Linked DNA regions of Mus musculus: region 2 is linked to region 1. A link is a contact called in public promoter capture Hi-C data. All regions are on one chromosome and are shown on one strand. The core of a region is the stretch at or near the end of the contact, and the rest is flanking DNA. Distances in the headings are between cores, read along the strand shown. Region 1 holds the start of Akirin1 (akirin 1). Region 2 holds the start of Sfpq (splicing factor proline/glutamine rich (polypyrimidine tract binding protein associated)).

The links. Promoter capture Hi-C pulls out the DNA fragments that hold promoters and counts their contacts.
Region 2: a contact with region 1 is called in a promoter capture Hi-C map of cranial neural crest. The contact joins the promoter of Sfpq here to the promoter of Akirin1 in region 1.

The regions. Positions count from the first base shown.
Region 1 is chr4:123,746,786-123,754,042 of GRCm38.p6, reverse strand. Akirin1 (akirin 1) reads left to right here and starts at 3,744. Exons shown (of 5, transcript NM_023423.3): 1 at 3,744-4,095. The coding sequence starts at 3,879.
Region 2 is chr4:127,017,258-127,024,514 of GRCm38.p6, reverse strand. It overlaps Sfpq (splicing factor proline/glutamine rich (polypyrimidine tract binding protein associated)), which reads right to left and starts at 3,214. Exons shown (of 10, transcript NM_023603.3): 1 at 2,295-3,214; 2 at 1,511-1,699; 3 at 947-1,248; 4 at 746-841. The coding sequence starts at 3,098.

The DNA.
Region 1 (7,257 bases), core at 2,495-4,994:
ACTGTCACCTCCACCCTAGGACTCACTGTCACCTCCACACTGGGACTCACTGTCACCTCCACACTGGGACTCACTGTCATCTCCACACTGAGACTCACTGTCACCTCCACCCTGGGACTCACTGTCACCTCCACACTGGGACTCACTGTCACCTCCACACTGGGACTCACTGTCATCTCCACACTGAGACTCACTGTCACCTCCACCCTAGGACTCACTGTCACCTCCACACTGGACTTCACTGTCACATCCACACTGAGACTCACTGTCACCTCCACCCTAGGACTCACTGTCACCTCCACACTGGGACTCACTGTCACCTCCACACTGGGACTCACTGTCATCTCCACACTGAGACTCACTGTCACCTCCACCCTAGGACTCACTGTCACCTCCACACTGGACTTCACTGTCACCTCCACACTGAGACTCACTGTCACCTCCACCCTAGGACTCACTGTCACCTCCACCCTGGGACTCACTGTCACCTCCACACTGGGACTCACTGTCACCTCCACACTGGGACTCACTGTCACCCCCACCCTGGGACTCACTGTCACCTCCACACTGGAACTCAATGTCACTTCCACTCTGGGACTCACTGTCACCTTCACTCTGGATGCACTATTGTCTCCTCACTAAGACTCACTAGGATCTCTGTTGATTCCATCTTCTACGCTCCCTTCACCATCGACAGCTACTTTCCTCCATAGCTGCAGGTCATTGTCTGTGTTAGTGGAAAGGGAGAGATGAGTAGAGGTATAAGGAGATTTGGGGTCGTTTTTGAAACCAAGTCTTTTTATAGTCCAGGTTGGCCTCCAACTTGCCACATAGCAGAGGGTAGCCCCGATCTTTCTCCACCTACCAAGTGGTAGAATTACAGACCACCACACCTGGCTTCAATTCCCTCCTTTAAACATTTATCTCCTTCACATCTTTCTCATCCCCTCCAACCTGTTCTCCATAGTGTAGCCAGGAGTTTTTTCACATGTAAATCTAACCACAAAGTTCTAGTTTTTATCTCTCTGAATTCATCATGCTCTGGGCCACAGCCACTTGAGACTTCTTTGGTTCCTCCAGCATTTCATAGGCTTTTCTATAAGTTGTCTCTTCTTGGGTGAGGCCCCTCTTTTAGCACACTTTCCTGGTTACATTGTTACATTGCCAGCTCTTAACTTAACGTCTGCTTCTTCCGTTGTTATCGGTTCTAGGATAGCTTAAGACTCCCAGTTGTATGCTCACCTTACTTCCTGTCCCTTTCCTTCCCAGTACTTGTCAGAGATTATAATTAGATATTTGTTGTGGTGACTGTTTCATTAGTATCTGTCATCTCTAGCAGACTAGAAACCCTTGGAGGACAGGAAGCAAGCCTCTTTTCATATCCAAGTATCTACAGCAACAAAGCTTGGTTGCCCTGATGCCTTACACAGAGATGCTCAATTACGTGTGTTGGGTGCATGCATGTACATGCCTAGTCGAGTCACTGTATCACTCACAACAAAGTTGACCTGGAGTGTGGTGACCTCATAAGGACTGCGTTTCCATCCTGTCAGAGCAGCCCATCCACCTCCCTCAGAGGCATGTCTCTGAGCCACTGTCATTTGCAACATCTCATAGGATATACCACCTACTTGTTTGGCTTCTGAATCATCTAAAAACCACCTCATTCAACAATGTGGTCTATCAACTTTCAGAGATAGAATAATAATTACCACTTATTCATTGACTAATATTTATTCCGTGTCTATTCCTGCCACATTCACTGTGCAAGTCGTGGGGAAATACAGATGAATAAAGGCTTCCTTGTTATTCTCAAGGAATGTATGGTTTTGAAGCACAGTTAGACATATATTCAAATTACAGCTTCCTCCTTTAAAACACTAATATTCCAAGGCACACTCAATGTTTTAAAGGATCACAGAGTGACTACCAAAGCACGTAGCAAAACCCTACTAAGAGAGGTGTGTTTAAAATGACTACCCAAGGGACATACTTTTCAAGTCTTCTAATCGTTCACTTTGGATCTGTTTATACCACAAGAAAACAATTTACTTGATGCTCTTAGGTCCCCTTAAAAAATAACCATCGTGAAGTGGCTTTTCATGTCCTTGGCTTTTATTGAACATAGAAACAGCCATGCAAGCGGTCTTAAAGGCTTTATTACATCATTGTTTCCTAATAAAGTCATGACAGTCTACCTTTGGAATTAAAGTGATACACAAAATGATGGTCTGTGTCCTCTGGTGAACTGGTTCCATTCAGATAACACCTATTCATCATGACTATGGTTTCATTTTTCTTTAGCCTTCAAGAAGCTCAGAACTGAATTTTAAATTCAGTCATTTACCACCAAGATAATTGTGAGGTTTTTTTTTTTTAAAAAAAACTCTAATGTTTTATTTCTAGATTTTAGTTTAAACCACGTTACATCTATATTGACAATAAATGTGCTAAAATAAACTTAACATGGGTAATGTGCCTAGGGAGGCTTGAATCCCAATATGGCAAAACAAACAGAAAACCAGCAATTTGGTATGCTGTGCTGTCTTATATTTTACAGAAATAAATGTGAAAGTATATGACCTATGTTATGATCTTTAAAGAGTTTGTAGAAACGGAAGAGGACTCAGAGAAAAGCAACCAAAACGAACAGGAGGAGAAGGAAGAAGAGGCGGAGAAGGAGGAGGAAGATTGGAGATAGTATGCCTTTATTGTCTAACCCCAAGTGTGTTGAAGTACTGTGACAGCCATCTTGGCAATTAGAAATGAGTATCTAAAATTTGGACTGTTCTAGAAAAATCTGTTACAGAGATAATGTTAAAGCCAGATTACAGGAATCACAGCCACTAATATACAAATAATTACAGAAAGGCTTTGAATGTGGAGGTGTTGTTCTGATGACTCTATTGATGTATTTGAAAGCACTGGAGTTACTCCCCAGGAAAATTACAACCAGAGTTCCCTAAAGCAGAACCTCCCTGTTTTCTATTCATTTGCTGAATATCAAAAGCATTTTCCAGCCAACAGTACGGCAGAGAATCTCGATTGACCCGAGGAAGAACCAGTCTGAGTTGCCAAGTCGGATGAGGAAGCCAACTGCCAAATCAGCTATCAGGGGAAGTTCCTAACACCCTGGTATCACTTGGTTAGACAGTTTAAGCCAGTGAGTTTTCTGGTAGGATTGTTTTTTGTTTTTTTTTTTTTCCTTTTAATCCTTTTTTGCGTAACACATATCCATTTAGTGATCCGATTAATGGCCGGGTCATCTATCCCCAAAATACATTCATTTGTAACACACCTCCCCTTCCAATTTTGCCCATGATTGCACAGGGTTCGTGGATTAAATAAAGTCTATCCTTAGATAACCCGGTTATGTTTGTGAAGATTTCCTGGGACTCAAGACAAAATCCTTTGATAACCCTTTAGAATCACCTCTTTTATCGGTCACGCGGCCAAGGGAACCCCGGTCTCCCAGGGTCTCTCCCATCCCCCGCCCCCGAGGCCCCTGCCGCGCAGGTGCGAAAGACCTCCCAGGCCACTCCGGCAGAGAGCGTGAAGGGGGGGGCCCTGGGAGGGGCGGGGGCGGGGGTGTTGCTAGGCGACCACGCTCTCCGCCCAGACCGGCCTACTTCTTCCGCAGGGGGCGCCATGGGCCGAGCCCAGGCTCGCGGGCCTCCCGGATCGGCCCTTTTCCGACTTCTTCCCCTCTGCCGGGCGGTGGCGCACGCCCGTGACGTCACAGGAGGCGGGGCCAGCGCGGCTGCCGGGTGCCGGAGGCGCCATTGGAGCCGGCTTGGCTTGGGAGCCGTAGCTGAAGAGTTGGATCCAGGGCAGTCCTTGCTGCCGCGTCTGCGTCTGGTCTCTGGCCCTTCCGCGGGATGGCGTGCGGGGCGACACTGAAGCGGCCCATGGAGTTCGAGGCGGCGCTGCTGAGCCCCGGTTCCCCGAAGCGGCGACGCTGCGCCCCTCTGCCCGGCCCCACTCCGGGCCTCAGGCCCCCGGACGCCGAGCCGCCGCCGCTTCAGATGCAGACGCCGCCGGCGAGCCTCCAGCAGCCTGCCCCACCCGGCAGCGAGCGTCGTCTTCCAACTCCCGGTAACCTGCGCTGCTGCTGCGGACTTGGCAGGAAGCCAGGCCCGGGCGTGGGGGGCGGGGAGGGTGCGGGGGTCGTGGACACCGGCCGAGATCACCTCCGCACCCCATATCGGCCTTGGGAGAAAAAGGAACTGGGGTGCTGCTGGGCCCGGTTGCTTCCGGGGACGAGAGACATCCGGGAAGGGCAGTGACCCCACAGTGTCGGTTTTCGGGTTTCCTGGAGCTGGAGAGTCTGAGGGGTGGGCACCAAAATGAGGTGGGGATACCCCAGACCGCCGAAGGCTCTTGGTGTCCCTGAAGCCCCTCCTGCCTCCGCTTGTGCGGAACCTCCCGGGAGATCCAGTGGGCCATGGAAAATTGGATTCTGCTCACGAACCCAGCCATGAGTGGGGCGGGAGACGGATAGAGGGGAAGGGGCGTGAGCGTATGTAGCGCCGCAAGGTGCTTTTAGGAAGACTTGATTTCTAGAATTCTTTAGGGAGCAGAAGCCATGGAATGCAATTTCAACCAGACTATTTCTTAAGAGACGGACTGACCTTGTTTTATCGTGTGGCTATTGTCTTGTTTCGGGTATGGCTTGAAGTGGGTAGTTGGTTGGCTAGTATTTGAGAATCCTTAAGTATACAGAGATTCTGTACTCAAAATTCAAATATCTAATACAGTGACTCGACTTGAGTAAGGCACTTCGTTTTAGACAAGGCAAAAAGAAGGACTCATGGGGCAGTAAAGATGCCTATCATATTGCAGTAGGAGGAGGGAACGCGCTTCAGCACCCATATTCAGCAAATTAGAGGGATCCCAGAAATAATCCCTCAAAAGTGGATTTGGCCAAGTTGTTTCTTTGTTTTCTTCTTATTGTTGTTCCTCAAGCATTAGGAAAACCTGCAGTCCCTTTAAATCATTTTTCCCCCTTACATCTTGCAGTCTCTAGTGCCTCTAGTTTTCATTTCCTCCTTCCTGTGCTTAGCCCCTCAAGGATACTGCTGCCACCAGCAGTCCTCTCGAGCTTTACCTGTGTTCACGTCGTCGTATCATCCATTTCCTTTAACTGTGGCTCTGCTCTTTCCACTAGACCTGCTTTCTCCATCTTTTCCTTGAGGTTGTTAATCTGAATAGTCTTTCACTTTGCTGTTTTGTGACAGTGTCTCACTCTCTAGACTGGCCTGGAACCCACAGTGTGGTCCAGGCCTGTCTTGAACTCAGCAGCCCTCCTGCCCCAGCCTCACAAGTGACTGGAATTACAGACTTGTAACCCATCACGGCTGATTCCAAGAATCATTTCTAAATAGAGTCTTGCATCCATTACCTAGTCTGACCCACAATGCAATCTTTTCAATTTAAATTCCCTGGTGACTTAATGTTATATATAGCCTCACCCACAGAATGACTGAACAGTTGGAAGATTTTTTTTTTTTTTTTTTGCTTGTTTGTTTTTATGAAGGGCCCCAAAAGCAGGGGCAGGCAAGGCTGAGGCAGGAAGATCAAGTGAACCTAAAAATTCTACACCAGCCAGAGCCTCATAGGAAGACCCCCATTTCAAAAAGGCAGAGGCATAAATGTCTGTTGAAACAAAAATTTTATTTCCTCAGTACTTAATTTTCTATACCATTTGTGTAGTGGTCCAGCTGAGCACAGTTGTTTAGTGATCATTTTAAAATGTGTTCAGAGACTGAGTATGGCAGAGTCCTGTAATGAGGTCGTCTTTGTTGTTGGGCATGCTGACTCTGAAAACCAGAACCTCAGTTTGCTCTGGGGAACTAAATGCCCTGAGCTCAGTTACTTTTTTTTTTTTTTTTTCTTTTTTTGGTTTTTCGAGACAGGGTTTCTCTGTGTAGCCCTGGCTGTCCTGGAACTCACTCTGTAGACCAGGCTGGCCTCGAACTCAGAAATCCACCTGCCTCTGCCTCCCGAGTGCTGGGATTAAAGACGTGTGCCACCACGCCCAGCTCAGTTATATTTTTTAACTTTTTAATGTATTAAATACACCCCCAAACCTTGTTTCTTAATGCTTATTAGATTTTGGTTCTGTCAGTCATGAAAGAAACATGAAGAATTAATCTATTACTTAATGTTTTAGCTTAGGTAGAACATGTCCTCTGGATTCAAGGATAAAATAGAGATGTTGCTAGTTGCTCTACAAATAGACTAAGTGGGTTTGGCGACCCATACTCTCCACACTTGAGAGGCAGAATTGCTACAAGCTTAGGGCCAGCCTGGTCTATAGAATGAATTCCAAGCTACCCAGGGCTATCTCAATATACCAAATAACAATGGTGTCATCTAAGGGGGAATTTAGTTAATAATGGGATTTTATTTTCCTTCTCCTCTTCCTCCCTTTTTTTGTGGGTGGGTTGGGGGGAGACATAACCCAAGCTGGATTTGAGAAGTTCAGTAGACAACTAAGGATGACCTTGAACTCTGGTTTTGAGGCATGCATTGCCTGGTTTAGAGTCAGTCTGACTTTGAGTAGCTTCCCACTTGTTATTGCCACGTAGCCAAGCTTGAGTTTGAACTCCTGTTCTTCCTACCCTTACCTCCTGTATGCTGAGTGGAATAACAGACTCCTATTTCCATGCCTGCCTTAGGGCTGAGTTTGGGGAGGGCATCGAGACAAACTTTCTTAAGGTAGGTAGCCTAGTTAGTTGGTCAAGAACTCACAAAGATCCACCTGGCTCTGCCTCCTGAGGTGTGCTCTTCCATCCCCCACATAGGGCTGAGTCTTGAAAGTTATTTAGTTTTGTCTTATAGTAGCTCAGAAACATTAGTTTTAAGGAGGAATTTAGCCTGATAAATAACCTAGAAACTAAAAGCTAAATAGTGATGAGAATGAAGGATTAACATCCTAAGTATTATAAGGAAATTTGCATAGTTAAAAATAACTAGCCGGGCAGTGGTGGCGGAGGCCTTTAATCCCAACACTTGGGAGGCAGAGGCAGGTGGATTTCTGAGTTCGAGGCCAGCCTGGTCTACAGAGTGAGCTCCAGGACAGCCAGGGCTACACAGAGCAACCCTGTCTTGGGAAAATAAATAAATAAATAAATAAATAAATAAATAAGCAAGCCAGTTTCCCTTCTTTAGGTGGTCGTCAGAAGAGCACCACAGCTGTTTTCCTCCTGTGTAAGAGAGGAAGCTTAGAGTCTGTGTTAGCATCTCAGACTTACT
Region 2 (7,257 bases), core at 1,965-4,464, 3.3 Mb before region 1:
AAAGCCCCCCCCCCCCAGGGCACACAGTGGTGGCACATGCCTTTAATTCCAGCACTGGGGAGGCAGAGGCCACCTACCTGGTCTATAGTTCTAGAATAGCCAGAACTAGGCAAAGAAACCCTGTGGGGGGTGGGGGTAGGATAGGGATAAATGAGCACAAAGAAAATGACAGAAGTAGGAAATGTAGGAAAGAGACACCATCTTCCCCCCTTTTCTATAGCAAATTCTTTATCCAGGCTCATTTTCCCCACCAATAACAAGTAGCTCTCATTTAACTTTAGCATTATCTGGATCATATGTGAATGTACTTTTTATCCAACAGCTTCAAGTTATGCCAGATATGGTGGCAACATCCTTATTATTTCCAGCATTCTGGGAAGCAGACAAAGGTGGGAACTTTAAAAAGCAAGTTCCAGGACAACCAGGGGGTTACAGAGAATCCTTGTTCTCAAAAAAGAAAAAATAAATAAGAAAATAGATGAGACAGAGATGTGTATTAAGCATATTCAAGAAACACTGTAAAATGTATTCATAACACTGGCATGATGGCTCACACCTATAATCCTGGCACTTGTGTGACAGAAGTCAGGAGACTGTCAAGAGTTTTAGTCAGCCTAGACAACAGAAAAATTCTAGACCAACCAGCCAAAACCCAGACTAAAAAGTTTCTAATGTTCTAAAAAGTTCTAAGCAAAATTAGAAATCACTAACTTCTCTTTTAGAGCACCAAAAAGCTTAGTCTTACTTTTGATACATTGGATTCTTCTGGGCCAGCTTTTCAGGAAGACCATCTTCGTCATCTAACTGTTCAAGTGGTTCCACAATGACTGGGCGAGGAGTCCTAGTAACAGAAATTATTCCTCATCTTAACTTCCAATTTTATTTCGACTATCCCTCAAAATTATTAAAAAAAAAAAAAAGAAAGCATGAACTAAAGACAACTTACGTTGTCAGTAGGAAAACACCTTCACTGCATCTTTCAAATGCTTTTCTTGCTGCTGGCTTGGAAGCAAACTCAACAATGCCTTTCCCTGTAGATCTTCCGCGATCATCCACAATTACAACAGCCCTTTCAATAGGACCAAACTGGCTAAAGGCCTCTTCCAAAAGTTCGTTGGAAACATAAGGAGAGAGATTTCGAACAGACAGGGCTGCAGCGTGTGTGGCAAATCGAACCCGAAGCTGTCTACCTCTCATGGGAGTATCATCAAGCTCAGCTTTGGCGATTTCAGCCAAGGCTCTAGATTCCTGCAAATATCAGAAATACTTTTAACAACTTCCAAACTGGCTAGTGCTCAATTTTTTAATAACCCTTCCCACTTCTACCGCTTAAGAGCTTTCTTCAAGCCTCCTCCCAACACCCCGAGGGCTAAAGGTCTGTCTTTGAGGTCCTGCCCCAATGCACACTATTCTGATTTCTATTGATGAAAAAAACTTAAAGGCTCGTTAATTCTTCCCATTTAAAAGCATGCCTAAAAACTTTCACAAAAGGGAAAAAAATTACACTCACAAGCTTAATGAACCCGAACCCTTTGCCTTTGTTGATAAAAACTTCTCCGGGTTCTCCGTATTTAGCAAACAGTCTTTTGAATTCATCCTCTGTGATATCAGCAGGTAGATTCCCCACAAACAACCGACAGCGCTGTGTGTAAGTTTTTTCTCCAGGCCTCCGCAAGAGAGACAAGTTGGCTTTAAATCCCTAATAAAGAAATCGGACGGAATTCATACACCAAAGCAGGAAAAGTCTAGTGGTCCCAAAGTAGGCCATCGTGCATTCGTTAACGATCTCCCTTTTTTCCCATGAGGGCTAGCAGGTTGAACCATATTTGGGGATCCAACAGGATCACTAACTCTAATCCATATGAAGCAGAGTATACAAAATGCTTTGAAACACATCGCCTCTTTATCAGCAAACGCCAATCAATACACCTCTGACGTCAACAAATAGCTCTAAATGCAGACTAGGAAGACAGCACCAAGTTGCCCTGTTTTCTCCCAAACAGAGGCCTCCGACGTGCACTAGTTGGGTCCCAAGGGACCGGACCGCTAGCCTCTAGCGGATTACCGCCAAGACGTGAGGATGCCCTCCCGCTGGAAGCCAATCCCTAGCGGCCTCCACAGCCCGCCGCGCGTCCGCCCCGCCTGCGCAAGCATGCGCAGGAGCGCTTCCGGCAGGGGACAAAATGGAGGCCCTCTAGGCTGCGGGCGGGGGGGAAGAGGAAAAAAAAACGCCGAGGGTAGGCAGGCGCCGCCATCTTAGGGAAACGGACGGCTTTGCTCGAGAACCCGCTCACCTCCGAGTCGGAGATCTTCTCCTCCGTGCGCGGTCCCGGTCCGCCGGGAGGGGGCCCCTGGTGGTGCTGCTGGTGGTAGGGCGCATGATGCTGCCGGCCCCCACGGGGCTCGCCGCCACCTCGGTGTGGTGGCTTCGGGTGGCCACCAGGAGCGCCCATGCCCGGGCCACCTCCAGGCTTAGGCCCACCGGGCATCTTGCCGCCTTTTGGACCGCCAGGGCCTGGCCCCGGCTTAGGCCCCGGCCCGGCGCCCCCGGCGGGCGGTGGCGGAGGGCCGCCGGTCTGTGGAGGGGTGGTCGAGACTCCGCTGCTCGGCGTCGATGGGGGAGGCGGTCCGGGGGCGGTGGAGGGGACGGCGGGCGGCGGAGTCGGGGTTGGACCAGGGCCCGGAGGGGCGCCGGTGGTCGGGGGGTTGGCGGGCGGAGCCGAGACCGCCGGCGGAGGCGCACTGCTCACCCCCGGCGCCGAGCCGGGGCCTTGGGGGACGACGGGCTTGGATTCCTGCGGCGGAGGCGGGGGCTGTTGATGGGGCGGCTGGTGCGGCGGCGGCTGCTGGTGCGGCGGCGGCTGCTGCGGCGGAGGCTGCTGCGGCGGCGGCTGCTGCTGCTGCTGGTGAGGAGGTGGAGGCGGGAGCGGCGGCTTCGGGCCGCCAGGGCCCGGGCCCATGGGGCCGCGGTTCTGGTTGAGGCCCATGCCCGGCGGCGGAGAGCGGAAGTCGTGAAGGCCGCCGCGGCCGCCACCTCCTCCACGCCGGTGAAAGCCTCCACCGCCGCCACCGCGACTCCGGAACCGATCCCGAGACATAGCTGTAGTCAAGGGGCGGTCGAGGCAGAAGCGGAGAAGTCGCTCAGGGAACGTGGTTGCCACCTTGCTGAGCACAAAATGGCGGACGACACAAGCTGCGCGCCGCCTTTGTCCTCTTCTTAAATAGGACAGTTCGGCCTGGCCCGCCTTCCCTAGATTGACAGCTCGGACAGCCAATAGCAAGTACAGTACTTGATGATGAAACCTAAGTTTTTCCAATTGGCTCCCTAGTGAGAGGCGGGAGGTAGGGAGGGCTGGGATTTCCATTTGACCAATAAACGGATAAGAAAGTGTCTATACGCCTTTGTGATTTGTTGGAAGAAATTTGAATGGGCATGCCCTGCAACTTTCGCGTGAAATTAAATATCCAGGGCCCTATCAGCTCCTGATAGCGCTGAAAGGCTATTTTCTTTCCTCTTATGAGTAGTCCGCTATTCTTGGCTAACATCTTCGCTGGGTTCAAGGTTATAAATTGAACTTGTGCTGTCTCTTATTCCTACGCCAATGAAGTTAGAGTCAATTTCACAGAGTTTAATCTCAACGGTTTTACTTTTATTGAAACCCTATCAAAGGCTAGCAGATTGGCAAACACGTGAGCCCAAAATTTGGGAGGAGGAGGCACTAGTAATCAGGACTGCAAGTTTATCTTTACATTATCAATTACATTGAGTTCAAAACCAGCTTGGGCTACATGAAACGTAATAAAATAAAAATAATAAAATAAAATAGAAGCCCCGGTTGTTTTGGCATATGCCTTTAATCCTAGCACTCTGGAAGCAGAAAGGACTCCAAGTTCAAAGCCAGCCTGGGCTGCATAGTAAATTCCAGGACAGCCAGGACTGCACAAAGAAACCCTGCCTCCAAAAAAATTAATGAATAAATAAAAGTAAAGATTTAAGAAAAAGGAAGCCGGGTGTGAGTTCCAGGACAGCCAGGGCTATACAGAGAAACCCTGTCTTGAAAAACCAAAAAAAAAAAAAAAAAAAAAAAAAAAAGGGAAAAAAAAAAACATTATTTCATAGCAACACGTTTGTTGTAATACTATAAAATTTGCCATTAGGTTTGAGTGAATGCAGTCTTTGTCCAAGAGGGAAAAGTATGGAGAGAGCTGAGGACACAGCCTTTGGGGTTCTGGCTTGTGTGACATGCAGAAGACTCACTTTATTCTCCAGCAGAAGGGTAAATGAGGTAGATGTGACTCCATGTGTGTGTACAGTAACAATTTACAAGCACAAATCATGGGAGAGGAAATTGTTTTTGATTTTGTTCAAGACGGGGTTACTCTGCATAGCCCTGGCTGTCCTAGAACTACTTCTGTAGACCAGACTGGCCTCAAACTCAGCCCTCCACCTGCCTCTGCCTCCCAGGTGCTGGGACTAAAAGCATGCATCCACCAGGTCAGCCGAGATTTCCTTTTTATTCCCTCCCTTTAAAGCTTCATGAACATTGGGTTTTAACCGGGATGGGGCTGGTGCATGCCTTTGATCCCATCAGGCATGTGGTAGAAGCAGTCATATCTCTTGAGTTCTAGGCCAGCCTGGTCTACACAGTGAGTTTCAGGCCAGCAAGAAAGATACATAGTGAAACACTGTTGAAAAAAAAAAATGTTTATGCATGGCTGAGGCCATAACTCAGTCATAAAGGGCTTGAGGCCCTAGATTCAACTCTCAGCCCACAACACTAATGTTTTGTTGTTGTTTTCTTTTGTTTTATGATATTTAGGTATCAATAAGTACTGGTATGAAAACAAGCAGCTGGCAGCATCTCTTTTCCTTCAGATTTCCCAACCCCAATAGTGTTGAGCCAGGAGGATGGTTGGTTCATCACATACAGGTCCGGCTACCAGCTTGACAGTTTGAGTTCAGTCACTCAGACCCACAAGGTGAAAGGAGAGAACCAACTCCTGAAAACTAAGTTGACCTTGGGGTCCACACATGTCCACAGATGCATGTGCCCACAAACTACAACCCCCATTCTTCCCTCAGACCTTGAAAACCAAGGGAGGCAACTGTCTACCATGCAGACACAACCCTTCACCCGCAGCTTCCTGATACCTATACCCTTTAATGCCCCTCCTAGTTATTGTGTCTCCTTATTTTTATTTTTATCTCTGTATAACCCTGGCTGTGCTGGAGCTCACTATGTAGAACAAGCTGCCCTTGAACTCACAGAGATCTACCTGCCTCTGCCTCCTAAGTGCTGAAATGAAAGGTGTAAGCTACACACTTAGCTTTGAAGTCTTGGTTTTGTTTTGTTTTGTTTTGTTTTGTTTTTTAAATAAAGATTTATTTATTTATTTTATGTGAGTACACTGTTGCTGTCTTCACACACAGCAGAAGAGGGCATCAGATCCCATTACAAATGGTTGTGAGCCATCATGTGGTTGCTGGGAATTGAACTCAGGACCTCTGGAAGAACACTCAGTGCTCCTAACCTCTGAGCCATCTCTCCAGCCCACTTCGAAGTCTTATATTCAGGAATTTGTTTCATCTGTCTTAGATATTATTATTGCCTACAAAATAAGAACTTTGTTCTCTCCTCTACACTAACCTGATAAAAATAACTCCAAAAATTCTGTCTCAGAGAGCCTGAGGATGTGCATTAAATACTACTTTGTCTTGTTTTACTTTCTACAGTTTGGGGAGGGGCCATGTACACACATCTCACACACACACACACAAAAACAAGTGGCAGTCTAAGGTCACCCAAGTGTTATCCCCTAAGACAAAAGCTGTTTAGTCGAAGAAATCTAATCAGTATACCATAGGAAGTTTGTAATACATTTAAGAAGAAGAATAAGTAAATAAATAAATAAAATTATTTATTAGGTTTGAAACGTGTAGCGAATTTCTGTGCTTGAGAGATGTATAGGATAATTTTCACCTTGAAGCATTCTAAACGCAGGTGATCTTACCATTAAACACTGTAATTACAATACATGGAAGTTATAATTGTCCTTTGGATTTAACAGTAACTTGAAGGAATAATCTAGGATATCACTTAATGCCTTTAATTCTAACATCCAGAAATGTATGGAGAATGACTGCAGGTTCAAGGCCAGGCTGAGCTACATAGTTCTAGACCAGTCAGGGCTATATAACAAGACTTCTTCTAAAAACATATGTCTCGGTGGTATATGCCACCATACCCATCATAAGGATTTTTTTTAAAATCTTTATTCAATCTTTATTTGGGGCTGGAAATATGGCTCACCTAACATTTGTGGTTCAGTCCCCAGCACTGTATAAAAACCAGCATGATAATAGTGGTAATTCTTTAATCCTAGTACTCTGGAAGCAGAGGCCAACAGATCTCTTGAGTTTGAGGCTAGCCTGGTCTACAGAGTGAGTTCAGGACAAACAAGGCCATCCAGTGAAACTGTGTCTGAAAAACAAAAGACAAAAAAAACAAAACAAAACAAAACAACAAAAACCAAAAAGCCCAGCATGGTGGCTCACACCTTTGCTCCCAGCTTTTGGGAGTGGATGCAAGAAGATGGGAAGTTTAAGGTCATACTCAGGTACATAATGTGCTCAAGAGCAAGCTGGGCTATCTGAGATCCCCTCTCAAAAACTAAAAATCTGTATTCTATAGAATCAAAACCATTTGGATTAGATTATGCCGGCCCCTTAGGTCTCACCAAGGCTGGGTGACTCTGCAGAATAAGAGACAAAGTCATTGGAAAGCAGATTAGACCTGGCTTCATTCAACATTACTACCAGCTGTTGGGTATTGGTGCGTTTCCATTAAGCCCTGCCTTATGAGAGAAGAAAGGCAGTGGGTACAGTGACGTTTTAGAGATGTCTAGCCTTGTATTCCAGAAGCACAGCGTCAGAGACTAGGACCACCAGCCTGTAAGGATGGTAAGGACAGTTGCTGCAGCAGCAGGATCACGGGCCCTCTCAGTCCCATCGAGGCACCCAAACAGTTTGTGGGTTTTTAGCAGCCAAGCCTGCCCTGTACTACGTTAGATAACTTCCTCCCTTGAGACGCTCAGGATTTTCCGCCTCCCTGCTTTTCCTGCTACTGCCCCACTCCTCCAGACGTTCCAAATATTGTACACGAACATGCGGCACCAAAGGAAGAGTGGACACAGCAGTGTGTCGTAGCCGCCAGCCTCGGGCCTTGGCCTCCCAAGGCATGTCACCAACTTGTATTT